4 separate regions of the Mus musculus genome follow, and regions 1, 2 and 4 are each linked to region 3. A link is a contact called in public HiChIP or PLAC-seq and promoter capture Hi-C data. All regions are on one chromosome and are shown on one strand. Each heading gives the region's core, a stretch centred on a gene start, on an enhancer-like site or on the middle of the called end of the contact. The rest is flanking DNA. Distances are from core to core; before and after follow the strand shown.

The links. HiChIP or PLAC-seq counts read pairs in DNA pulled down with a chosen protein or histone mark. Capture Hi-C pulls out chosen DNA fragments and counts their contacts.
Region 1: an HNF4G HiChIP or PLAC-seq map of pancreatic cancer cells shows a contact between it and region 3. The contact joins the promoter of Rasal1 here to the promoter of Oas3 in region 3. A contact is called at or near these places in 1 of 39 promoter capture datasets (embryonic stem cells), 1 of 15 datasets of contacts at CTCF or cohesin (embryonic stem cells), 2 of 484 Hi-C or Micro-C datasets (CD8 T cells and embryonic stem cells), 10 of 115 datasets of contacts at active chromatin or transcription factors (CD8 T cells, the SCID.adh cell line, bone marrow-derived macrophages and 4 more) and 4 of 9 other capture datasets (adipose tissue, embryonic stem cells, liver and 1 more).
Region 2: an H3K4me3 HiChIP or PLAC-seq map of embryonic stem cells shows a contact between it and region 3, with 7 times the contacts expected there. The contact joins the promoter of Ddx54 here to the promoter of Oas3 in region 3. A contact is called at or near these places in 5 of 39 promoter capture datasets (the C10 cell line, embryonic stem cells, hippocampal neurons and 2 more), 1 of 15 datasets of contacts at CTCF or cohesin (embryonic stem cells), 4 of 484 Hi-C or Micro-C datasets (CD8 T cells, Th1 cells, embryonic stem cells and 1 more), 14 of 115 datasets of contacts at active chromatin or transcription factors (the SCID.adh cell line, bone marrow-derived macrophages, effector CD8 T cells and 5 more) and 3 of 9 other capture datasets (adipose tissue, liver and pancreatic islet).
Region 4: a contact with region 3 is called in a promoter capture Hi-C map of liver. The contact joins the promoter of Tpcn1 here to the promoter of Oas3 in region 3. A contact is called at or near these places in 2 of 39 promoter capture datasets (macrophages and stem cell-derived epiblast-like cells), 1 of 15 datasets of contacts at CTCF or cohesin (CD8 T cells), 2 of 115 datasets of contacts at active chromatin or transcription factors (bone marrow-derived macrophages and effector CD8 T cells) and 1 of 9 other capture datasets (liver).

Annotation. Positions count from the first base shown.
Region 1 is chr5:120,647,267-120,650,087 of GRCm38.p6, reverse strand. Rasal1 (RAS protein activator like 1 (GAP1 like)) reads right to left here and starts at 1,276. Exons shown (of 22, transcript NM_001359144.1): 1 at 1,178-1,276; 2 at 554-700. The coding sequence starts at 618.
Region 2 is chr5:120,611,820-120,614,754 of GRCm38.p6, reverse strand. Ddx54 (DEAD box helicase 54) reads right to left here and starts at 1,625. Exons shown (of 20, transcript NM_028041.2): 1 at 1,449-1,625. The coding sequence starts at 1,619. Rita1 (RBPJ interacting and tubulin associated 1) reads left to right here and starts at 2,166. Exons shown (of 3, transcript NM_029096.3): 1 at 2,166-2,481.
Region 3 is chr5:120,776,374-120,779,094 of GRCm38.p6, reverse strand. It overlaps Oas3 (2'-5' oligoadenylate synthetase 3), which reads left to right and starts at 1,436. Exons shown (of 16, transcript NM_145226.2): 1 at 1,436-1,644. The coding sequence starts at 1,471.
Region 4 is chr5:120,587,119-120,589,905 of GRCm38.p6, reverse strand. Tpcn1 (two pore channel 1) reads left to right here and starts at 1,293. Exons shown (of 28, transcript NM_145853.2): 1 at 1,293-1,403. Iqcd (IQ motif containing D) reads right to left here and starts at 883. Exons shown (of 5, transcript NM_029408.2): 1 at 812-883.

The DNA of each region.
Region 1 (2,821 bases), core at 27-2,526, 130 kb after region 3:
AGGAGCCCAGCGCCCCCAGACCTATCACACGTGCACCTGCGAGTGTCTCTTAGATCACTTGGAGATCTGAGATAGTCCACCCTAGGTTTGCAGGTACAAAACCGGGGTTCCGGGTTAGAGGACCACCTGGTGAAGCGCTGCAAATCTAAACACCACCCCTAAGGCATGAAAAATCTTGGGGTCAGTCTGGATCACAGCCCTCAGGGGCTCTACCCCTAGTGGTCTCTGGATAGCCTCTTCTGTCGCTCGGAGAAGCCCCACCTCCAACACCTGCTGGAGCTAAGGAAGGGATCGCTCAACCCCCTCCTAGGCTCTAAGAGTACCCAGTCCAGAGCTCCTTTAACCCGTCCTGTAAGACCCACTTGGGGACATCCTAGAACAAAGACACCCTCCTTCCCGGGGGTGGGGTGGAGGTGGAGGGAGCAAGGTGCCGCACCTGCTAAGCCTGGGCGCCCCCTCCCACAGAATAGGGAGGGCGGATCCCCAGCAGCGGGTCCTAAACAGGGCTCCCCACAACCCTTCTACGCACCCCAGTGGGCACCCGGGGACTCACACGTCCTTGGCGGGCAGTGCTCGTCCCTCCACCACGCGGATACTCAGCGAGCCGCTCTTGGCCATGTCGCACAGTCCCAAACTTTCCAGGCAAGGAGTCTGCCGAGGTTCTGAGGCTGGACCAGGAGGTGACCCTACATGTCATCAGCTGCGGGCCAAGCACGCTGTCAGCCGGTTCCCACGTGTCCGGGTCTGGGGTGCGAGTGGGCTGGATGCAGGGCTAGGAGGGAGGCGTGCTGGGTCCCGGAAGGGGACATGCGTCCAGAGCTACAGGTAGCTGTGCGCTGCGATCTGGGCAGGCTGAGCCAGGCGTCTGCCGCCCGGGAGGTCCCTCCCGATCCCGCCCCCCGCAGCTGCCCCGCCCGCCCTGAACCCCTACGCGAGCGCCCCCTGCTGGCACCCCAGGCTACTGCACTCAGCCGGGGACCCCCCAGGCGCTATGGGTCAAGGGGTGGGGTGGAGGAGGCGCGAGCAGTCAAGCAGGGCTGCAGGCTGTTACTGAGCTTATTTTGAACCCTCCAAGAACCCGGGTGTCTCCTGCCGGCCCTCAACCCAGCACCTCCACACCTCTCCCACCTCCTCCACCTGCCACCCCAACACCAGCCTCGGGGTCCCGGAACAGTACTCTCTCTGGGCGGCAGGCGGCGCACGCTCCCTGGGGGTCTGATGCGAGTGGAGGGAGGGACCTCGAACATCCCCTTGCATCTTCTCTTCGTCTCCAATTAAACCCGGAGTGTGCCAGCGGAGGCTCCCACGTCACCGGCTGCCACTGCGGGGGAGGAAGCCGCGGCCGCAGGGGGAGGGGAGGCGCGGAGATAACACCGCCCGGGCGGCACGATAAGAGCCATCTGCAATCCTCGAACACTTAACCAAGTTCCAGGCACGGCTTGAGCCTTTCATGGGGATTATCTCAGTTTTGAGCCCTCGGCAACTCTGTATGTCATGGGAGCCCTCTATCTATGGATTTAAAAACAAAACAAAACAAAAAACCAAAATAAACACACACACACAAATTGGGGTCCTGAGAGGTGGGGGACACTTGCCAGAAGTCTCCTTTCTGGGTTTGAGTTCTGACTCTGCTGCCATTTGGTAGATGTGGTAATGCCTGGTCTTAGATGAGTCAGTCACTTAACCTCTCTGTTCCTCGGTTTAGTTTTCTCATCTGTTCAGGGAGCATGACACGACACGTGTCTCATTTACAGGGTTGAGAGAGAATTAAATGAGATACTCCCACACGGGCCTCAGAAGAGTGGTACACACCTAATCAGGCACAGAGCATACGGTATTTTTTGTTGTTCTTCTTCTTCAAGGTGTGCCTTAAATGTCACGTCTCCTGGCAAGGCTTTTAGGAGGCCCTTCCACACCCCCCACGCAAAGCTCTTCTTCCTTTTTCCTCCGTTCCCAAGATGCTTTGTGCCTTTGCGAGTTTTAAATGGGATCATGTGAACAGAAGGCTTGTCCCAGGGTAGACGCTGGCAGAGCTACCTTCCTTCTCGAAGTCTGTGGTTTAACTAACTGGGGAGTATTCAGAAAGGCTGGCAAGGGCAACTTAGGGCCGGGCACCCATGGGAGTGCAGAATGAGGTCACCTGCAACTGCCCTGACTGGCAGGACTGGGAGCACCTGCCTAGCCCTGGGAGCACCTGCCCAGCCCCTGGAACTGGAGCCACCTAGTGGTCTGAATACCCTCCCTCCCCCTCTTCCCAGCCAGCACCCATTCCAGATGGAAGTGAGCTGGTACCCTGGAATTCTATCCTGGTGGGTTTCCGGGAAGACCACAGCAGGCCAACCCAGGGATGACCCAGGGTTGAGTCCAAAACTGCAGCAGCCCCTCCTCCTCCACCCCTGCCTCCCCCACCCCCACCCCCCACCCCCTGCCTACCACCATCTGCAGCAGTAACTCTACGTTTTTCTGGGGAGGAAGAAGATTTGCCCTGTGGTTTCCCTGCACACACACACACACACACACACACACACACACCTGGACAGACACCTTTGCCTGGGTATTTTGCCCCTAGGGTTATAGAGACAAGTCATCCAGGTCCCCGGGCACCCTGATGGAGTGTCCAGATTCCATGACGTACTGGCCAAACACAGCCATCATTAATCCATATTCCAAAGTGAACAGGAAGCCCTACTTCTAATTTTCCTAACTCTAAACCCGCAGTGGGATCTGTCCAGTCCAGCTAGGCCACCAAGGACCAGCTCTGTCACCTCCCTCCTACTTGACACCAGGTCCTCTGGCACAGGGGCCACAATCTCTACATTCT
Region 2 (2,935 bases), core at 376-2,875, 160 kb after region 3:
CAGGCGGATTTCTGAGTTCGAAGCCAGCCTGGTCTACAAAGTGAGTTCCAGGACAGCTAGAACTATACAGAGAAACTCTGTCTCGAAAAAACAAAAAACAAAAAACAAAAAACAAAAAAAAAAAAAAAGAAAGAAAAGAAAAGAAAAGAAAGAAAAAGGCTTTCCCCACTGATCCTAAGTCAACAGACTCTGCACCCAATGTAATATTCTGGTTTCATTGCACCGCACAAAGATGTTGGGTTTTTTCTTTTTGTTTTTTTAGTTTTTGTTTTTTGTTTGTTTATTTGTTTGTTTGTTTTTCGAGACAGGGTTTCTCTGTATAGCCCTGGCTATCCTGGAACTCACTCTGTAGACCAGGCTGGCCTCGAACTCAGAAATCCACCTGCCTCTGCCTCCCGAGTGCTGGGATTAAAAGCGTGTGCCACCACTGCCCGGCTTGCTTTTTTTCATCTTTATTTATTTATTTTTGGTGGAGGGTAATGGTACAGTGTGAACTTGGCTGCTCTCCCGTTCATATTTACATCAGGTGTGCGACAAGCCCTTTAATAAGCATGTGTTTCCCGGGTTGGAGGAGCCTTTGGGTTTTTTTGTACAGCAAAATATTAAGAATTGGTGGTGGCGCTCTTACCAGCTCAGGGTGGCCTTGGACTCCTGATCCTCCTGCCGCCACCACTCCTACCCTGGGAGCTAAGATTACAGGTGTGTGCCACAATACCTGCTTTTACCTGGTGATGGCCTTCAAACCCAGGGCTCTGCACACGCCAGGCAAGCGCTCTATCAACAAAGCTACATTCAGAGCCCACAGGCTGGGTTTTGACTTGTAAAGTTTATTACGTCTTACTACAGCCAGCCTGTGCCGGACTGGGCCTCAGCAAAACCCTTGGTCTGAACCACGGGAGCAGCCTTCTTGTATTTGCCAATGAACACCAGCGTTCTCATTGCCTCTAGCTGTCTCTGCACATTTACTGACCACTTAACGAGTGCAGCTCATTGACTGAGCTGGGAAGGAGAAATGGAGAACCAGATATACCCGCTATGCACAAGACGATGGGCGTCATGAACGATAGGCTTTTGTGCCCCACTTGGTGATCACACCTATCCCCCAAGATGAATACAACTGGAACCGGACCATCCCCAGTTCCAATCCTGCTGTCCTCCCTGACATTGCTGGTGAGCCTGGCATAGCTAGAGCACGACATAAGTCCGTAAATACTAGTTTAGTTTAAAACCGGCTTCTCAGAAGAGTGGTCCGGCCTTCCCTTTAATTTTCTCATCTAAGACCGCCCCAAACTCAGGCGGACCTTCCGCACTTGCACTTTCTATTGGCTGCGTAAACTCGAGCCCGTCCCCCACGCGAAGGGACCCAATGAGGGACCGCGATTAGTGAGACGGACAAGCGGAAGGGCGCAGGCCGAGAGCCCGAACAGGGAGCCCCCTCGCGCTCTTACCTTCCTCGCCCGGGCGTCATCCTCCGCCTGGATCTCGAACTCGCCGTCATCCGAGTCGCTGTCGCGGCCTTGGGAAGCCCCAGTTCGGCGTTTCCGCAGCCTCTTCTTCTTCCACGGCGCCATGGTGGGACGCGACGGCGGGCCAGGTCCCACACGTCTGCCAGCAGCCATGCGGGCCGGGCTCTTAGACCCGGAAGAGGGCGGGGCCTAAGGGACGCGTCGACTGCGCGGGGGCGGAGCCTGTGAGACGCAAGAGCGGCGTCGAGAATCCAGGTTTCACCCGTAGGGCGGGGCCGGGCCTGAGGAAACCAACCAACTTCGCAGGGGCGGAGCGTCAACATGGCTTTATCAATGGGCGAAGCCAGAAGGAGGAACCAACAGAACGGGGGCGGGGCCTAAGTGGTGTACCAGCCGGGCAGAGGCGAGGCCTGAGGGACATACCAACTGGTGGGGGCGGAATGTGTCAACTGAACCGTGATAGATGCTTAAGGGACCTACTAACTGCGCGAATGCCAAGCTGTGAGAGATGTGGTAACTGTAAAGAGAGCAGGACCTGAGGGACATAACAACTGAACGTGTGGACAAACTCGAGGAATGTACCAACCACGCAAGGTTGACCCTACCAAGGGGCGGGGCCTAATGGATGTACAGATGAGGCTGGGGGTGTGGCCTGTGGAACGTACCATCAGCGCGAGGGCGGGGTATAGGGACGTACCAGTGCGCAGGGGTGGGGCGTCGCACCGGTTGCCCAGCAAGGGATGCGGGTGGGCGCGTGTCGCTGTGGCGCCCTTGCTGATTCTGTGCTATGAGGCTTTAAATGTGGCGGAGACAGAGCTTTCTGGCCGGAGGCTCCAGGAGAAAAAGCACCAGGCATGGAGATCCCGTGACGCCTGCGCTTTCAGCTCTGTAAGCTGGCCGGTGCGTTGCTACTCTGCTGTTGGGAGCCTGAGCTGGACTCGGGGAAAATGCATTTCGTATGAGACTGGTTGGCGAGGACTGGAACGCACCACGTTTGCAAAGCGCTTTGCACAAGGTAGGAATGGGGGGCGACAGTAGCTTGGGAGCCCCTTTCCCTCTTCCACCCTAATTAGTTTGTCTGGTTGGTGCCATTCCCCTGCACGCCCGCAGTCGTACTATATTTGTTGAGCATACACTGTAGGGTGTAATTGTGTATTTACTTATTCATTAAATATTTGCTGACGGCATTTTCTCCCGTCTTCACAACTAAAAAGACAGTGCCTGCTTTAGCCTGACCCATGCACCTCAGACGCCAGGCGATCGTGCAGTTCTCCGTGGGAAGTAGAAGCGGGAGGATCCGGAGTTAAAGGTCATTCTTGGCTATATAATAAAGTTTAATATAGTGAGTTTCAGGCCACCTTGGACTACTGAAATTGGGTGTCGGGGACGGGCAAGAAAGTGAAGCACTTCCAAGGTGTCCACTGAACAACAGTAGTCCTTTGAGAAAAACCAGTCGCTTTCCCTCAGCA
Region 3 (2,721 bases), core at 187-2,686:
GCCTTCCCCACTTATCTTTGACTGCCTAGCTGTTTGGCATAGCTCGAAACCCCCTTACTTTATTCCCCAGCTAAAGTGACCACAGGAGACTAAGGATGCCTTTGGATCCTTTCAATCCCCAGGGCCATGGCCTCTTCCAGTGAACAGAGCCAAGCTGTGTGATGACTGAGGCAGGTGATGGGTTTAGATGGCCACATCATTACACTGTCATCTAAAAAGATATTCTGTCCTGGAGTGTTCAAATCGTGCCCCCCAGACTATAGCCTATTCATATCAGTTCTCTCTCTCTCTCTCTCTCTCTCTCTCTCACACACACACACACACACACACACACACACACTGTCAGCTGTGATTAGCACTTGAAGACACTAGGTTCTCAACACACACAAACCGGACTCTCTGTTCCACACTTGTGCAGTTTTGGCTGGCAGACACACACGCACACACACATACACAGAGATGCAGACACGCATGTACACGCACACATGTGCACATGTACAGACGTATGAATACATACACAGACAGACACTCACATGCACACATACACATGTGTGAACACATATGCACATGCACGCGCACACAAGTACAGACACACATGTTCCGACACACATGCCCTACACACACACACAGACACATGCACACACACAAACACGCAGGCGTGCAGCAGAACCATCACTTGGCCTCCAATCTGAACTTGCCCTTGCTTCTGTCTTCAGCATCTCCTCCCACAAACAGGGCGCTAAGCACAGAAGCCCTCATTTCTTACCTTAGTCCTTTGTGCAGCCCCAGCCAAGGGCCTCACACTCATCAATCTGATGTCTCCTCTTGGAGCATCGTTGTGCCTCAGCAGAGCAAGGAGCAAAAAGTCAGGATGCCTGGGACTGGAAGACCTGGGTTCAGATTCTAACTCTGACAGTCATGCTGTGTGATGCTAGATGACTTACTCAACCTCTCTGTCCATCTGCCACCCTGCATACTTATGTTAAGACCACTACCAGGCATTTAATGGAGGCTCATTAATATAACCCCATTTTTACAGATGGAAAAAACTGAGGCCCAGAGAGGTTAACACAGGGCAGCACAGCAAAACAATAGATGAGAACTTGGGTGGGGAGGACTGTGGGGGGCTCTGCTTCCTCAGGCCTGGCTCTGAGGTGCTCTGTGGCAGCCTATCTTGGGTCCCCAAATAGGAGGTCAGGAAGCCTCAGGGGACCTAGGGGACCTGTGAGCCTGGTCCCCAATGTTCCCAGGCTGCCCAGAGGGTCAGAAGTCACACCAGGAGACAGCAGAACCATAAACAGATAATCTCAACAAACACCCTGAGCCTGAGTCAGGGAAGAGAGGAACTCAGCAGGGAGGAGAAAACGAAAGTGAAGGGAGGTGACTCAGGGAACACACCCACTGTCACCTCAGGAACACCCCCAAGAAGCCCTGGAGAGAAACGAAACTCTACTGAGAGTACCGGTCAACATGGACCTGTTCCACACGCCAGCCGGAGCTCTGGATAAGCTGGTGGCCCACAACCTGCACCCAGCCCCTGAGTTCACAGCAGCCGTACGGGGTGCTCTGGGGTCGCTAAACATCACCCTACAGCAGCACAGAGCCCGAGGGTCACAGAGACCAAGAGTGATAAGGATTGCCAAGGTGAGAGGGTGGGGCACCCCAGGGCAAACACCTTCAGGGTCTTCTTGAGGGATGGCTCAGGTGTTGCTATAACCAGCCAGTCTGTGGGGAAACTGAGGCATCAAAACCCAAGTTACACTTCCAGGGTAAAGGCCCAGCCAGGGCCACACTGGGTCACCTGATGGCTTCCTATGCTCTCCTAAAGGCTGTCTCATTCACTCATTCACTCAATCACTCAGACTCTAACTTCACACTGCCTGAGCCTCGCTGATCTGAGGCAGGGGGATCACGCACTCACACCCATTGGGACCCAGTCTTTGAGAAAAAGAACATGACCCGGCTAAAGCACACAGACTCCCTCACCAACATGGCACCTGAGGTAGGGATTACTGCCAGCTTTAGGAGTGGGGAAACTGAGGCTGAGTGGAGCTGAGCTGCTACTCTAAGCCACACTGTGTCACCTGGGCATCCTGCCAGGCCGCCCAAGAACCTTTGGCTTCTCAGAGAACTAGGGGGAGATAAACTCTGAGCCGCCTTAAGCCTGGTAAACCTGCTGATGCAGGGGCATCATAGGGACCTAGGAGGGGCACAGTGAGACTAGAGATTGTCCTGGGCAGGTCTCGGGTCACCTGACAGTTCCTGAGGCTGCATCTGAGCTGGAGATGTGGAAGGAGGCTTGGGTCTGGGAGACAGAGCCTGCTTCTGCATCTCAGGTGTGGCTGAATTCCTTCTAGGGAATGGGGGATGTGTATCCCTCCTCCTAAAGCCCCAGGGGTTAACAGGAAACAATCCGCCACAGGTCACTCTGGGAAACAATGAATCTATTGGTCTTCCTTACTGAGCCTAGGGAAGTGGGCCCCACTGGAAAGTCTTCACCAGCAGAGACCAGGCCTTCTGTAAGCTGCACAGGCTCTCCCCTCCTCCCAGTCTCCCAAGCGATATACCTCAGGCCAGGAACAGTTTAGGGCACAGTTGCATTAGAGAGTGGAGAGGTCCTCGGGTGAGGGTTGATGAGCAGTGAGTAATATATGAGCAGTGAGTAATATAAACATCACCAGGCCATTATTTCAGACCTAACTTGGCCCTTGTGTACTGGGG
Region 4 (2,787 bases), core at 44-2,543, 190 kb after region 3:
CACAGATACATATAAAGTAAAAATAAATAAAGCTTTACGTTATTTTAAAAGAGCGTGTACGGCTTTTTGAAAGGACTAGAGTTTAGTCCCCTGCACCTATGACAGGTGGCTCACAACTGCCCACCCGTAATTAATTTTAGCTCCAGAGGATCCAAAACCCTTTGTCTGTATTCACATTCACATACCCCACCAACGCAGACATAGTGATAATAATATTAATAATGATAATAAAACTTTAACAATTAAAGGGGAAAAAACCTAATTAGACCAAGGGTGGTGGCACATGCTTTTAATCCCAGTACTCAAAGGCAAAGACTGGTGGATCTCTGTGAGTCTGAGGCTAGCCTGGTCTACAGAGTGAGTTCGAGACTACATAGTGAGACCTTGTTCCAAAATCAAAACAAACAACAAATCCTTATTTTAAGCATACACTGAAGGGGGTCACGCACCCAGCAAGCTGACCTCTGAACATAGTGCGGACAGTGGGCACCAAAACAAACCAACCCATCCAATTACTTGAACTAAGTTCACTCGATGTGAACTTCACAAATGGTATCAGTAAGAGATGAGGAGAGGGACTATGAAATGGCAGGTGGACCAGACAGGAAGCAAGACTATCAGAAGAGGATACTTGATGGTGCTTGCAGGAGGCCTAGAGGAGGACAGGATGGAGGTTGGGCAAGGGAGTGAGGACCTGGAGCTGGACGGGATGGCAAGTGGGGCGCGGACGCCTGGAGGGGAGAAATCACTGGACGGCGTGCCTACTAGGTGCACACAGCCTGCAGCCTGGGGCTTCCCCGCTGTCACTCACCAGCTCCTCAAGATGCAAGTTTCTTGGCCCACAGTTAAGCAACTCGGCGGCCCTTATGTTGCTAGGTTACGAGCCACTCTTAGAAGGCGGGACTTTGAGTTTGACTGACATTCTTTTTCACCATTTAACTTCGAATCGGGTTGCGTTGGCTCCGCCTCCTGAAAGATGGCCAATCAAAATCCCCGCCTCTCTGACGTTTCGCCAATGGAAAGACGCAGGATTCCTGTTGGTTGCGCGAGTGAGGCGGGGGTGGGGGTGGGGTGGGGAGGAAAGGGGTGTTGCTTCCTCGCCCCGCCCTCCCTTTGGGAGGAGGGCTGTGAGAACGCTGAGTGACGTGTAGTCTACCCTGTCAAATTTCATTGCGACCCCTCTGATGGCCAGTAGGCTGTGGCCTAGGGCCGTGGGCGGGGCTTTCGGGGCTGAGTGACAGGAGTCGGCGGATGCGAAGGCTGGCGCAGCTGCCGCTGTGGCAGCGGTGAGGCGGCGGTGGCGGCTGCTGAGGCTCCGCGCTGGGGATATTGGCGGCGGCAACTGCGGGCTGAGCTACGCTGTGCAGACCCAGTGCACAGTGCGGGATCCCGGGACGGCGCGTGTAAGGATCCGAGGGGTGCGCGATCTTGGCCCGAGGGCAAGGGTCAGGGGTCAGAAGGTGCAGAGAAGGGGCTGGGGCTGAGTGCTCCAGAAGCCCGAGGCGGGGCCCTGGGAGGTGGCCGGCATGCTCTCTCCTTGCGGATCCCCTTCTCTCTGCACCCCTTTTCTTTGGCCTGACTTCCTGGGGCGACCCGGATCGCGATGGGGATCGTGGGGAGCTAGAGCCCCCGAGCGACCCTTCCTCCCTGCTCACCTCCCTGCTGTGTCCTCTTGTGACCTGGCCGGGGACTCCTGCCTGGGTCAGTCTGCCTCAGGGGACAGATCGCAGGATGGCAGCTAGCTATCTGATTCCGGGACCTTCTTCCAGGGGTGACCTTACCCCAGGGGTGACTCGCTGGGTCTCCGCTAGAGAGAGAACCAAGGTCTGCCAAAGGGCTGGACCTTAGGAGCTCCGAGTCTGCTGTGTGACCTTGGACAGTTTACTTACCCTCTCTGGGCCCCGTTTCTTTCTCTTTGAAAAGTCATAGGCTCTTCAGGAGGCAAAGGCAGGAGAATGGCAACTTCAAAGCTTCAAAGCTCCATAGGGATATCCCTACCACCAAAGACAAAAAACAAGAAAGCGGTTGGTGGATTTCGCCTAAGTGGAGTGCAGTTTCTAGGAATAGTTGGTGGGGCTGCGCTGAAGTGGGCAGTGTCCCCTGCGTTCCATGACTACTTGTGGCTCTTTACTTGGGAGAGGCCACGCTAAGCTGCCTCATGTATCAAGTGGGCGCTAACCAACTGAGGGCAGAGCCGTTGAGTCGGAGCCAGGAGGTTGTTTCCTGTGGGTGGGGTCTACAGCTGTGTACTGTAGATGTTCAGTAGCCTCTCTGGACTCCCTCGCAATCAATCCCAAGTTGTGATGCTGGAAATATTTCTAGACAGTGGGGACAAAGTCACTCCAGGCGAGAGCCATTGAGGTGAGACCAGGCATGTTAGAATGGAGTCATGCATCCCGCTGTTAAAATGTAAAACCCACTGGGAGGATCTCCCTAGGATGCTAGTGACGAACATTAGAAACCTGTTGTCATGCGTTGGGAGAGCTTCTTGCCTTCCAAGTGAATAGCGAGAACACACTGTTAGAGCCTCCTCCTCATGGCCTCAAAGTACATCCTTGTAATCCCTCTGCTGTGGAGTGCGTTAGAAGTGTGAGCCTAGTCTATGCAAGGCACTGGGGGAGGAGAGAGTTAAGCCAAAATTCAAAACACACTGCAGTTCTTTAGGCAGCCAAATGACGGGTATCTTGTGGGAGTTCCTCTTCTGTCTCCCCTTGTTGAGATTTCCAAGCAAAATAAATTCTCAAATCTGGAAAAGGAAAACAAAAAACACAAACGAACAACCCCCTC